3 separate regions of the Hordeum vulgare genome follow, and regions 1 and 2 are each linked to region 3. A link is a contact called in public Hi-C and HiChIP or PLAC-seq data. All regions are on one chromosome and are shown on one strand. Each heading gives the region's core, a stretch centred on a gene start, on an enhancer-like site or on the middle of the called end of the contact. The rest is flanking DNA. Distances are from core to core; before and after follow the strand shown.

Region 1 (3,965 bases), core at 1,318-3,817, 340 kb before region 3:
AGCATGAACAATAGACGATTATCATGAACAAGGAAATATGATAATAACCATTTTATTATTGCCTCTAGGGCATATTTCCAACAAACTATACCTTGAATTGCTAGTTTTGTATGAATAGATTTCACTTAAAGTCTTAACAGTACCTACCTGCCAGTAGGCTATCCCGCGGTTTGGAGCATGTACGTTGTACTCCCTGGTCTTTTCGTGAGCTTATTAGAGATCCGTAACAGCCCGAGACCGATGCTTCAAATGCCTTTCATTTATTTCGAGTTTCAAGGTGTGTTCCACCTGTTTGTCGCATTCATCATTGCATTTTTCGCATCATTGACATAGCATCAGCACTCTGTTGCCGCCATTTTTTTTAAAACTTGCATCCGTTCATAGTTGTCGGTTCTCTCGTCATTATCGTTGTCCATTTCGAAACCAACCACATATGCATGCGCCCGCGGTATCAATAAAATATTGTTTTAAAAGGTGCGTATAAAATATTTCTGAATTGGGATGAAAGTTGGTGTGTGGTCTTAATACATTATAGGTGTGTGGTCTTAATACATTATAGGTAGACCGTGTGTCAAATTTCGTCACATTCGACGATTGTTTGATACCCCAATGGTTAAACATATAGCAACATTATAGCCGTTTAATCCGTTGACGTTTTCGATTTTAAAAACTTAGTATCGGACCGTAAATATTCCGTCCCATCCCCACCAAACCCAAGTACACGACCCCTAATCCACCTACACTACCGCACGACCGGAGTTGTTCCATTGCGATCGAACGGCTTAAAACGATGCAAAAATCTCTAACCCTAGACCCCTCCTATAAAAGGAAGCCCTCCACTACCAATACGAAAAGAAAAGGAAAAAAATAGAAAAAACAAACCAAAAAAAAGCAGAAAAGGACAAAAAAGAAACAGACAAAAAAGAAATTATTAGATTTAAAAAAAAAAAGCTGGACGGGCACAGTTGAAGGAGCCCCCTGTGCGTGCTAGGGTCTCCCTATTCTGCGGCAGGGAGAGCCCCCTGTGCGTGCTAGGGTCTCCCTATTCTGCGGCAGGTAGGAGCTCCCCTGGTGGATCGCGCAGACTTCCTCAAGGAACTCCACTGAAGTCAGCTCACCTGGTGATCTGATATGTTTTACTACCTCTGCTTTTGAACTGCAAAAATATCCAATATTTAGAAGTTTGAATTGGAAAAACGACTTATAATTAGGAACAGAGCCACACAGGGTGTACTACTGAGACGAATTGACCATGCTGACGGCATGAGCTATGCATTCCCGGGTTGGCGGCTTGAAAGTGAGGATTTCTTTTGCGAGGTGAAAGTCAGGAACCTTGAACCTGCATCGTGATGATCAAGCATGCCCTTTTTGGCACCATCCAAATTATATAATCTAGTTTTTATAATTTATTCTATCTTTAAATAAAACAACTTATGATGTAGATTATAAAAACTAGATGGATAGATTATTAAAAACTCATAATCTACTCTATACCAGCCAAAATCAGATTATCAATTGTTAATGACCCATTAACCTTGTAAAGTTGGAGATAATTACATTCCTACCATCGCACCCTTCTTTTAAAAAAAACAAAGAACAGACAAGTCATTATGCAATATAAAATCTGAATTACAGTTTATATTATCTGGTCTCCAAACATGTCCATCTAGATTATTTTTATAAACCAGATTATATAATCTATCTTCATAATCCAGATTATCATAATCTATTATGGTTCCAAAGAGGTTCTACGTCTAACAATACAAATTTTAACACAAAAACATTATTCCTTCTGCTGAAAAATGAAACCTTTAGAAGGACTAGGGAGTACCATCCGTACTAACAATTTTACACACAAATCTCGTCCGATTACACATCACAAGCAGCAGCGGAAAACACCACCAATACGCGAGCTACGGAAAACACACACGACACGGTTAACACGTAACACCACATGAATGGATACGTATAACAGCTGGATCACACCGGGCCGGTCGCTCGGGTCATGCGCCGCCGTGCCCCGGCGACGCGCGGGCGCCTCATTCCTTGCTCTGGCCGCTCGCAGGGCTGTGGCCGCCGTGGCGGTCCTCCGTCTCAGCGCGCTCCTTGGCTGCGGCGTTGTCTCGCACGGCGCGCTGCTTCTCCTCCTCGGCGGCGCGCATCCGCTGCTGCTTCTTCACCTCGGCTGCCTCCTTATTCACCACCGCCGCCTCCCTGTGCCCTGTCGTGTACGCCGCCGCCTTGTCCACCTGCCCCTGGAAGGCGGCCCTCGTCTTCTCCATGCCGGCGCGCGCCGACGCGCCGGCGTTCGCCGCGGCCTCCTTGCCCGACTCCATGCCGCTCGACCTCCCTTGCTTCAGTTTGGACTAGCCGACGATGCTGCTGGAATCTCTAGACAGGCTGCCGTGCTTTGGCAAGCAGGGTCGTGACGAGACTTATAGCGCGGCGCCATGAATCCGCGGAAGGAGGATTTGTTGCCTCGGGCCCTGACGCGTGTGAGAGTGTACGTGGGAGACGCGTAGAGAGCGGTGTGGTGGCTCTGAGGTGAGGTGTGCAGACACGAGGCATCCCCGCCATTTGATTATCAAGTCTGTGCCGTCTCAATATCATTGGCCGGACGGAAAATGAGTCACTGCCTCCAAACATTCGTGTAGTTAACGACAAATGGCAAATATAAATGAGAGAAACTCTTTAACTCATAAATTATTTAATTTTCTTTCACACACCCCAAAGAATGAATGCTATGATGGTTTATATGATCATGTGGATTCATTGAAATATCCTTTTTTGATGAACTTAATGATTTACGTGCTTGTGACCATGACGACAGTATGAATTATACTAACGAACATGAACTTGCTATAGTTCTTTATGTCAAAAATGAAATTGTTGCTAATGCACCTACACATGATAGTCCTATTATCTTTTTGAATTATCCCAACAACACTATATCGAGGAAGCTTGCATTTATTAAGGATTATATTTTACCACTACATATGATGATTATAATATGCATGTGCTAGCTGCCCCTACTTGCAATTATTATAAGAGACAAACCAAATATGCACCTCTTTATATTTCCAATACGATAAAATTGCAAGAAACCACTTATGCCATGTATTGGCCTTACTTGAAGTGTATGAATTGTTCTTTTATGACGTTCCAATGCATAGGAAAAGAGTTAGACTTCGCTGTAGCATGATATATATCACTTTGTGCTCACTATTTAATTAAAAATCATTGCTAATTAAAATTGACTTTGATATACCTTGGGATCCGGGTGGATAAATTACTTGATCACTATATGCCTAGTTTAACGGCTTTGAAGAAAGCGCTGCCACGGAGACAACCCGAAAGTTTTAGAGAGTCGTTTATTTCGGTTGTCTGATTTTAAACTAATTAAAAACAAAAGTTTAAAGTGGGGAACATAAAACTTTTTCAAAAAGAAAGGTGAAATACAGAAAGATGAGCACCGTTGAAGTGGGGGCTAGCCTTGGGCTTTGTTCATGTCCATCGAAACCTTGCGAATCTTAATTACAAAAACTTTTCAACAAAAATAATTATTTCCTTGTACAAATCCTTTGTATTATAATAATAATGTGCCAAGTAAAGGCTTTGGGATGATTTGGATAATAGTAGATTTGATCCTATGCAAAAACACAAACTTTCACGTTCATTGCAAAATTTCTGTTATATTACTCGAATGCCTTTTTGATCTGAATGTTTCACAGCACGTTAATATAAAAATTCCATAGGTCCTTCTAGTTATTCAGAATTTTTTGAGTTATCGAAGTTTGGTATTTGTGCTGATCATTATAGACTGTTCTGTTTAGACATATCCTGTTTTTTTGCTTACATAGTTTGCTTGTTTTGATGATGCTATGGATTGTATCGGAGGGTATAAGCCATTTAGAAGTTAGAATACAATACCTTATGAAATAATTAAATATGAATCAATTTATAAC
Region 2 (4,269 bases), core at 865-3,364, 500 kb before region 3:
ATATTTTGATAAGGTTGTAGTAGTAATAACTAAACAAACGAAACATCAATCCTACCGAAAGCTAAGAAATGCAGTATTCCCTAAAAAATAGTGCAATATTCGGTCGAGTAAGCCTTAGTGAAGTATTTATACCGACTAAGTTTTAATTAGTTCTAACCGATCATCCAAACTTAACGAAGTAAAATGTAAAATTTGCATAAATTCAATCTATTCTGAACCAAAAGTTGCATACATTTAAACATAAGTTAAATATAGGCAATCTTCACAACTGAACACTAAAAATTTTTTAAAACTACATTAAATTTAAAACAACACTAAAAACTACTCAACGGTCCTAGTAGACATCGAGCCAATCCTTCGTTGTCGTGGTCGGGGTAGATGCTCTAGCACTCCTTGAAGTCGAACTCTTCCTCCTCGCCGTCCTCATTCCACCTCGTCATCGGAGATGACGATGACCTCCCCGCCATTGACGACGAATATCGACCGCTCCGCCTCCACGAGCTCCGGGTGCTACCGGCGGAGGTCCTTCATGTACGCCTCATCGACGGCCTCGCCTCGAGGCGTTCCCTCGCCTCTCGGTCCTCCTGTGCCATCTTCATGTTCACCACCCCCGGGTCCGACAGGATGAGGTGGACCGCCGACACCCCGAACGGGAAGTTCAGCCGGGCAGTGGCGCTGTGGAACCGACTTGCCACTTGTACTCCACCGCCGTGAGCTCCGCTGTGTGGAACGAGCCGATCCACTTCCGTTGGTGGGCCTCCTGTTTGATGATCTCCGCCACCCATGTCCCCCGTGAACACTGTCGGACGCCGAGGTAGGTCCTCCTCGATGGTCGCGGTGGAGGAAGCTTCGAGAAATCAACAAATCGGGTGGGTCAGGAGGATCGGCCGACCGACAGCGACTTGAGGATGCACTGGCGAACGACGACCCGCGGGCGTGCCGGAGACCTCCGGCCACCGTGTCCGGCCATAGTAAGAAAAGGGGGCAACGGGGAAGGACGAAGGACGCATCAACGACATGACAAAAGGGAGAATGAGGCAAAAGAAAGTAAGCAAAGAGAAAGAGAATTTTTTACTTGTCCGCTTCAAGCCGGAGTAAATATACTCGTGGGATAAGGGTTGGACTATTTTTTTTACTCCACTAACCGGTTTAAGTGATCGGTTAGGTGCGACATACTCCCTTCGTTCTTTTATATAATGTGTATTTATTTTTTGATAAAATTTCGTAATGTAAGGTGTATTTCTTTTAATTCCTCACAATTTCGTGGTTAGCCCTTCAAAATAAAGAAAATATCTCTTCTCTGATTGTATGCATCTTTTCTTGTAAAGAGAAAAAAGAAAAATATCCTGCACTTGATTACATGTATCTCTTACTTTCCTATCCTAAATAATGTAGTTACTGCTAATCAATGATTTAGCCGAAGTCGTCTTAACATGTATATAATTATGTGTCTTAGTCCTAATACCCTACATAAAAGAACGAAGGAATAAAATGAGTAGTACTCCCTCCATCATAGTTTAGAAGACACGATAATAAATAAGGTTTATGACGTATTTCATTTAATCCTAACAGTTAATTAGTACTTTGTTGTATTACTTCTATATATGTATAGGTATTAATGTGAATGTTATTTTTTAGCCCATCTTACAATTAATCAATAACCATTAGGTTTTAAAGAATTTTCAAACACCTTCTGAACCGTGACGAAGGGAGTAGAGAAAAAATGAAATTATATTTTCAATAGGGGTTTGGTTAGGAATGCTCTAACTGGAAGGTTGCGCAGGACTGTGGAACTTTCTCCTCCATCCGCAGCAACGACGACCATCACATGATTTTTCTGGTCCATACAGTTTCACCAGTAAACAACCGGAACAGAAACTCGAACCGTAGAAAATCTGAGTATAGAACTGTAAAACGAACAGAAGACGGGAAGACGACAGTGGCACGATGAAATCATGGCGGGGAGCGCCCGGAACTCCACTTCCACACTCGCAGCCTCCGCAGCGCCTTGCGGACCGAGTCCATCAGGACCACTGACTCGGGCGACACGTCCCGACGCAACGCCGCCGGAAACGCCCGGTCCACGCAGCGACGGAGATAAAAAGGAAAGCAAAGGCTATCCGGTACGCCGGCACAAACCGCACCACTCGCGCTCCACACTTCCACCAGCCATCTCCAGTCCTCGCTGTCGCTGCCTACAGGAGCACACGCGCTCGCAGCCCACCGCTCCTGCTTGCTTCCCCGCGTCGCTGCCGTCGGCTGAGCGGCCCGCGACGAGGGACGAGGGCGGAGGAGAGGCGCCGCGGGACGGTGCTGCGAGGTTCGGTGCTTTTCCTTCTCGCTCTCTGCGATTCCGATCGTCGTTCCGGCTGCCGGGATGTTGGAGGAATCAATTTGAACCAAAGCTGTCCCCGATTGGTTGCAGAATTGTAGTTCGAACGAACCCTTTTCCTAAATTTTGTTTCGGGTTCATTTCTTAAAAAAAGGAGGTATACTGTCACTTGGAAAACAAAACACCAGCCTTGTCCTGTTGCCGTACACCGAGCAATGGGCGAATATACCATTTCGTGCCAATTACTATAAAGCATACGGAAGATGAGCCATTGCTCACCTCACCTCTAACTTTGGTTGCCCCGCAGGTGTTTGTAGGATTGCGTAGGCGAGCTTTCGAAGCTTGGGCATAGGCATAGCCATGGCCACCGGGGTGGCACCGGCTCCGCTTCCGTACGTCAAGGTCCGCGACGGAGGCGTCGGCTACACCAAGAGCGTCGACTTCGCCAAGATCCTCTCCGTTCCCGGTGCGCTGAGGATGGGGTCCGCAAGAGGCAGGGCGCTCGTGGTCAAGAGCTCAAGTACAGAGTCTGATACCATGGAGCTCGAGCCGGCCTCCGAAGGAAGCCCACTTCTAGGTATACTAATTCCCATGCTCTGGCCTCCTTGCATATGGGAGGCACTGAATTTGTTCCCGAGTTATTCTGTGCCTTTGTACTACCTACCTATCATCTGAAATACTGAATGATTTTCGCCATTTGTTGTTCTTTAGTTCCCAGGCAGAAGTACTGCGAATCTATACACCAGACAAGGAGGAGGAAAACACGCACTGTGATGGTCGGGAACGTGGCACTCGGCAGTGATCACCCCATGAGGATTCAGACTATGACTACCTCAGATACCAAGGATGTTGCCAAGACTGTGGAAGAGGTGTGCTCTCTATCTGTGGATGCCAGCCCTGCATAATCCTCTTATCGTTTACATGTTTTCTGTCTAGTGAACTGATCAAGTATATCGATCACACTGTTGCAGGTGATGAGGATTGCAGACAGAGGCGCTGATTTTGTTAGAATAACCGTCCAGGGTAAAAAGGAAGCTGATGCCTGCTTTGAGATTAAGAACACTCTTGTCCAGAAGAAGTAAGTACTGGATCAAAAAATCGCTACAGATCCTGTTAGTTCTCATGAATGAGTCCCTCACTTTCCTTTTGTGTTTCAACAGTTACAACATCCCTCTAGTGGCCGATATCCATTTTGCGCCTACAGTAGCTTTAAGAGTGGCTGAATGCTTTGACAAAATCCGTGTTAACCCAGGAAACTTTGGTAAGTGATACCATGATGTATCCCATTTGCGTTGGCTAAATTCTTAATCTTTTATCATCAGTGCTGAGAACATTACTTTCAGCCGATCGCCGTGCCCAATTTGAAAAGCTGGAATATACTGAAGACGATTACGAAAAGGAGCTTGAACACATTGAGAGGGTCAGAACTTCATTCATTTGCTTGCTGCTGCTTCATTCCATACGAACATATCATGTGTGATCTTACTTGCGCGCCGCTGTAATATCATTTCAGGTCTTTTCTCCATTGGTTGAGAAATGCAAGAAGTATGGAAGAGCCATGCGTATCGGAACAAATCATGGTAGTCTTTCTGACCGGATAATGAGCTACTATGGTGATTCTCCAAGGGGAATGGTGATTATTTCTTTCCTGAGGATATATTTTTACCGTCATTTGACAGATGCATGACATTTTCTGCATACTAATTTCAGGTTGAGTCTGCTTTGGAATTTGCTAGGATCTGTCGGAATTTGGACTTCCATAACTTTGTATTTTCAATGAAAGCAAGTAACCCTGTTGTCATGGTCCAAGCATATCGCCTGCTTGTAGCGGAAATGTATAACCTTGGATGGGATTATCCTTTGCACTTGGGAGTTACCGAAGCTGGTGAGGGTGAAGATGGGAGGATGAAGTCTGCTATTGGCATCGGAACACTTTT
Region 3 (3,825 bases), core at 98-2,597:
ACCACTGAAACAAAGGGCTCTCTACAGCATGTCTGCCAAATGCAACAGGCTATGCATGCCCCAAGATTTGATGTGTGTCTCACTTTATTGTGTCGACTGAATTCTTTTGTGTTGTTATTACAATCATCAGTGGAGGTTTAAAAAAATGTGAGTTGGTAAGACTAAGTTCGAATTATCATATTTAATGGGTCATAGTTTTTTATTCCAAAAGAAGATGTTACACGGAAATACATGATTGATTTGATAAATTTAGATGTTACCAAAGGTCATGCACGTCGTTGCTGCATGAATTCAACCAATTTTCCTTTGTTTGCCCTGCTGTATAATACAAGCCCGTGTAACTCATCCCCCACCTTGGATCTATCGCAGTTTCAGTTTATTTTTTCTGAAAATTGGTGCTCCTTCCGATTGCTCACAATTTCAGTTTCGCTGATATGATACAAGTCCCTGTTTCAGTTTGTTTTGTCTAGAAAAATAATGTTACTAGCCAAGGATTAGACCAAGAAATTTCATGTTAATGACTACATATACCTGGATATTGTGGATTTGACTTGGTTACGGTAATTCTTGGGCATGATGCTGGAGTAATTCTTGAAGTTTCATATATTCTCCTCTTTCTTTGAGTTATCAATTAGCTTAATTGCATACACATGACTAGATATGCTTGTTGCATCTAGGTGTTTGCCCCGCAATGAACCCGTTGCAACGTACGGACATATTTACTATTAGTTATTAACCTACGTAAACTGCGGCACGTCTATGTTTTCTCGCCTCAGCCCGCGTTTGCAACCACGTCGGATGGCTGCCCCTACTCAGCCTATAAAAGTTCGTATCCTTTCGTACGTCTAGCATTATGGGGGTGTTTGTTTCCAGGGACTTTTTGATGTATGGACTAAAAAAAGTTTCTTTTAGTCCCATATGAAACAAACAAGAGAGATTTTTAGGGACTAAAATGAGCTATTTGGAACTACAAAAAGAAGTCTCTATGAGAGTCTTTTTGAGACTTTTTTGACACTTTTCCAACAGTGTCCCTACTTCTAGCATGTCATTTAATAACTTGTAGTATATTATTAGGGGTAACATGATCTTTTTGCATATCATTTAATGACCTCTAATCCCTGTTTAATCCATAAAAACAAATGAATAGGGACTGGGACTTTTTAGTTGGAATTTAAAAAATCCCAAGACTTCTAAAACAAAAAGGCCTATTGTTCTATCGGAGGCCGGATGGGAAACTCCACGACATTCACCGGTGCATCCCGCGAATGCGCCGTCGCCACCCGTCCATTCCGGCTCGAGAAAACGATTCTTCCCCATCGCCACCATTTTCCTCCAAATTACCGCACGCCCACACGAGACACGACGCACAATCACCTTCCACCCCGCGCCCCGCTGCACTGTCACCGATCCACTCTCTCCCACTGCCCAGCCACCACCTCCCACGCCGGCAGCGTTCAAACCCCGCAAAACCCTAGCCGGCCAACGCCACCACAACCGAACCACCATGCCGGCCACCCCTCTCGTCCTCGTCCTCGCCCTCTTGCTTCTGCTCCTAGCCGCCGGGCCGCGCCCCGTGGCCCCCGCCTCCACCGACCGCGCTGCGCTACTCGCCTTCCGGGCGTCCCTCGCCCCGCCCTCCCGCGTGGCGCTCTCCTCCTGGCACGGACCGCTCTCCGCGTCCTGGCTCGGCGTCTCGCTCCACCCACCCGCCGCCGCCGCCGTGGCCGCTCCACCCTCCGTCGCGGCGCTCGCGCTCCCGGGCCTCAACCTCTCCGGGCCGCTCCCGGCCCCTTCGCTCGCGCTCCTACGCCGCCTTCGAGAGCTCGACCTCTCCGCCAACGCCCTCTCCGGCGAGCTCCCCTGCTCCCTACCGCGCTCGCTTGTCGACCTCGACCTCTCCCGCAACGCGCTCTCCGGTGCCATCCCCACCTGCCTCCCTGCTTCGCTCCCGGCCCTCCGCACCCTCAATCTCTCGTCCAACTCTCTCGGATTCCCACTTTCCCCGTGGTTCTCCTTCTCCTCGCGCCTCGTTGCCCTCGACTTCTCCAGCAACGCCCTCTCTGGTGCCGTCCCGCCGCGTATCGTCGCCGACCCCGACGCATCCAGCCTCCTCCTCCTCGACCTCTCCCACAACCGCTTCTCCGGCGAGATCCCTGCGGGGATAACCGCGATACGGAGCCTGCAGGGCCTGTTCCTTGCGGACAATCAGCTGTCCGGGGAGATCCCGCCTGGGATTGGGAACCTGACCTACTTGCAGGCGCTGGATTTGTCACATAACCGGCTGTCCGGTCTAGTGCCTGCTGGGCTTGCCGGCTGCTTCCAGCTTCTGTACCTGCGTCTCGGGGGGAATCAGCTCTCTGGGGCGCTGCGGCCGGAGCTTGATGCACTTGATAGTCTGAAGGTTCTAGATTTGTCGAACAACAGGATATCTGGTGAGATTCCGCTGCCACTGGCTGGGTGCCGGTCTCTTGAGGTGGTGATCTTGTCGGGAAATGAGATCACCGGGCAGCTCAGTGGTGCTGTGGGGAAATGGCAGAGCCTGAGGTCGCTGTCGCTGGCTGATAACCAGCTCTCTGGCCAGCTACCAGATTGGATGTTCTCATTCCCGGTTCTCCAATGGCTTGATTTGTCTGGCAATAGGTTTGAGGGTTTCATTCCTGATGGTGGTTTCAATGCAAGTTCAGTGCTTAATGGCGCAGGAGGTGGTCAGGGCATTCCAGCAGGTGCTATGATTTCACCTCAACTGTTTGTATCAGCATCTGTAGATGCCACAGGCCAGCAGCTTGAACTGGGCTATGATCTTCGAGCAGCCCCTGGTATAGATCTATCAACGAATTTGCTCCATGGAGAGATACCTGAAGGGCTGGTTGCAATGAAGGGATTGGAGTATCTGAACCTTTCTTGTAATTACTTAGCTGGGCAGATCCCTGCAGGGCTTGGGGGGATGGGAAGGCTGCGAACGCTGGACTTCTCACATAATGGACTGTCAGGGGAGGTGCCTCCTGTAATTGCTGCCATGACAGAGCTCGAAGCCCTTAACCTCTCTTACAATAGCCTATCTGGGCCTTTGCCAGCAACCGATGGACTGCGGAAATTCCCAGGAGCGTTGGCAGGAAACCCTGGGATATGCGGTGGGGAAGGGTGCACTATGGATGGAACGATGCCAGAAGGGAAAATAGCCAGAAATAATCGTCATGGCTGGCTCAGTGACTGGCATGGAGAGAATGGATGGGTGTCCCTTGGGGCGTTCTCTATCAGCACGATGACTAGCTTCTTTGTGTCGTTGGCAACCTTGCTATGCTCCCCCAAGGCTAGGAATTTCGTGTTTCGGCCTGTGAGGATAGAGTATTGAGGTTAGAGGGTGGATCGGACAATAAGTTCTGTAAATACGAGAATGTGTGCGAAGTTTGAGTGATTTTAGTGTGCAGCTATTCTTGACAAAAGCAAGTTGTCTAGCTTGTTTGAATGATCAGGTATTACGCCTAGTGTTGTTGGCCTAGTATTGTTGTTCTACGGAGGTCTAAAACTTTTTCTGGTGTATTTGCATCCTTGCGAAAATCTGCTGGTTGTAATCCTGCCATTTCAGAGGATTGTGCACCAGTTTCTAGTTGAGATCAACAACTCCTGTTTCAGTGGATGTACATGATTAGGTGGTGCGTTGGCCACCAACGGATGAATGTTGTACCATGAGCAATTTCAGATGTAAATACCATGTATCCTTTTTATCATGCTGAGGCAGGTTTGAGTCTAAATTCTGAATTCCTGTCCAGTTCATAACTTATTTTGATTTTAATATCATAGATCAACCTTTTGATGCTGTGTCAA

What was found. A called contact is a pair of places that touch in the nucleus more often than the background predicts. HiChIP or PLAC-seq counts read pairs in DNA pulled down with a chosen protein or histone mark.
Region 1: a contact with region 3 is called in an H3K4me3 HiChIP or PLAC-seq map of embryo, with 8 times the contacts expected there. The contact joins the promoter of LOC123404088 here to the promoter of LOC123402489 in region 3. A contact is called at or near these places in 2 of 6 Hi-C or Micro-C datasets (both in leaf) and 1 of 1 datasets of contacts at active chromatin or transcription factors (embryo).
Region 2: a Hi-C map of seedling shows a contact between it and region 3, with 5 times the contacts expected there. The contact joins the promoter of LOC123401503 here to the promoter of LOC123402489 in region 3. A contact is called at or near these places in 3 of 6 Hi-C or Micro-C datasets (leaf and seedling) and 1 of 1 datasets of contacts at active chromatin or transcription factors (embryo).

Annotation. Positions count from the first base shown.
Region 1 is chr6H:342,243,626-342,247,590 of MorexV3_pseudomolecules_assembly, reverse strand. It overlaps LOC123404088 (18 kDa seed maturation protein-like), which reads right to left and starts at 2,567. Exons shown (of 1, transcript XM_045098017.1): 1 at 1,768-2,567. The coding sequence starts at 2,336. The coding sequence ends at 2,040. It also overlaps the pseudogene LOC123405472.
Region 2 is chr6H:342,399,942-342,404,210 of MorexV3_pseudomolecules_assembly, reverse strand. It overlaps LOC123401503 (4-hydroxy-3-methylbut-2-en-1-yl diphosphate synthase (ferredoxin), chloroplastic), which reads left to right and starts at 2,114. Exons shown (of 20, transcript XM_045095327.1): 1 at 2,114-2,320; 2 at 2,640-2,909; 3 at 3,044-3,201; 4 at 3,304-3,410; 5 at 3,493-3,593; 6 at 3,676-3,752; 7 at 3,846-3,965; 8 at 4,043-4,269. The coding sequence starts at 2,693.
Region 3 is chr6H:341,898,733-341,902,557 of MorexV3_pseudomolecules_assembly, reverse strand. LOC123402489 (leucine-rich repeat receptor-like protein FASCIATED EAR2) reads left to right here and starts at 1,347. Exons shown (of 1, transcript XM_045096411.1): 1 at 1,347-3,752. The coding sequence starts at 1,505. The coding sequence ends at 3,352.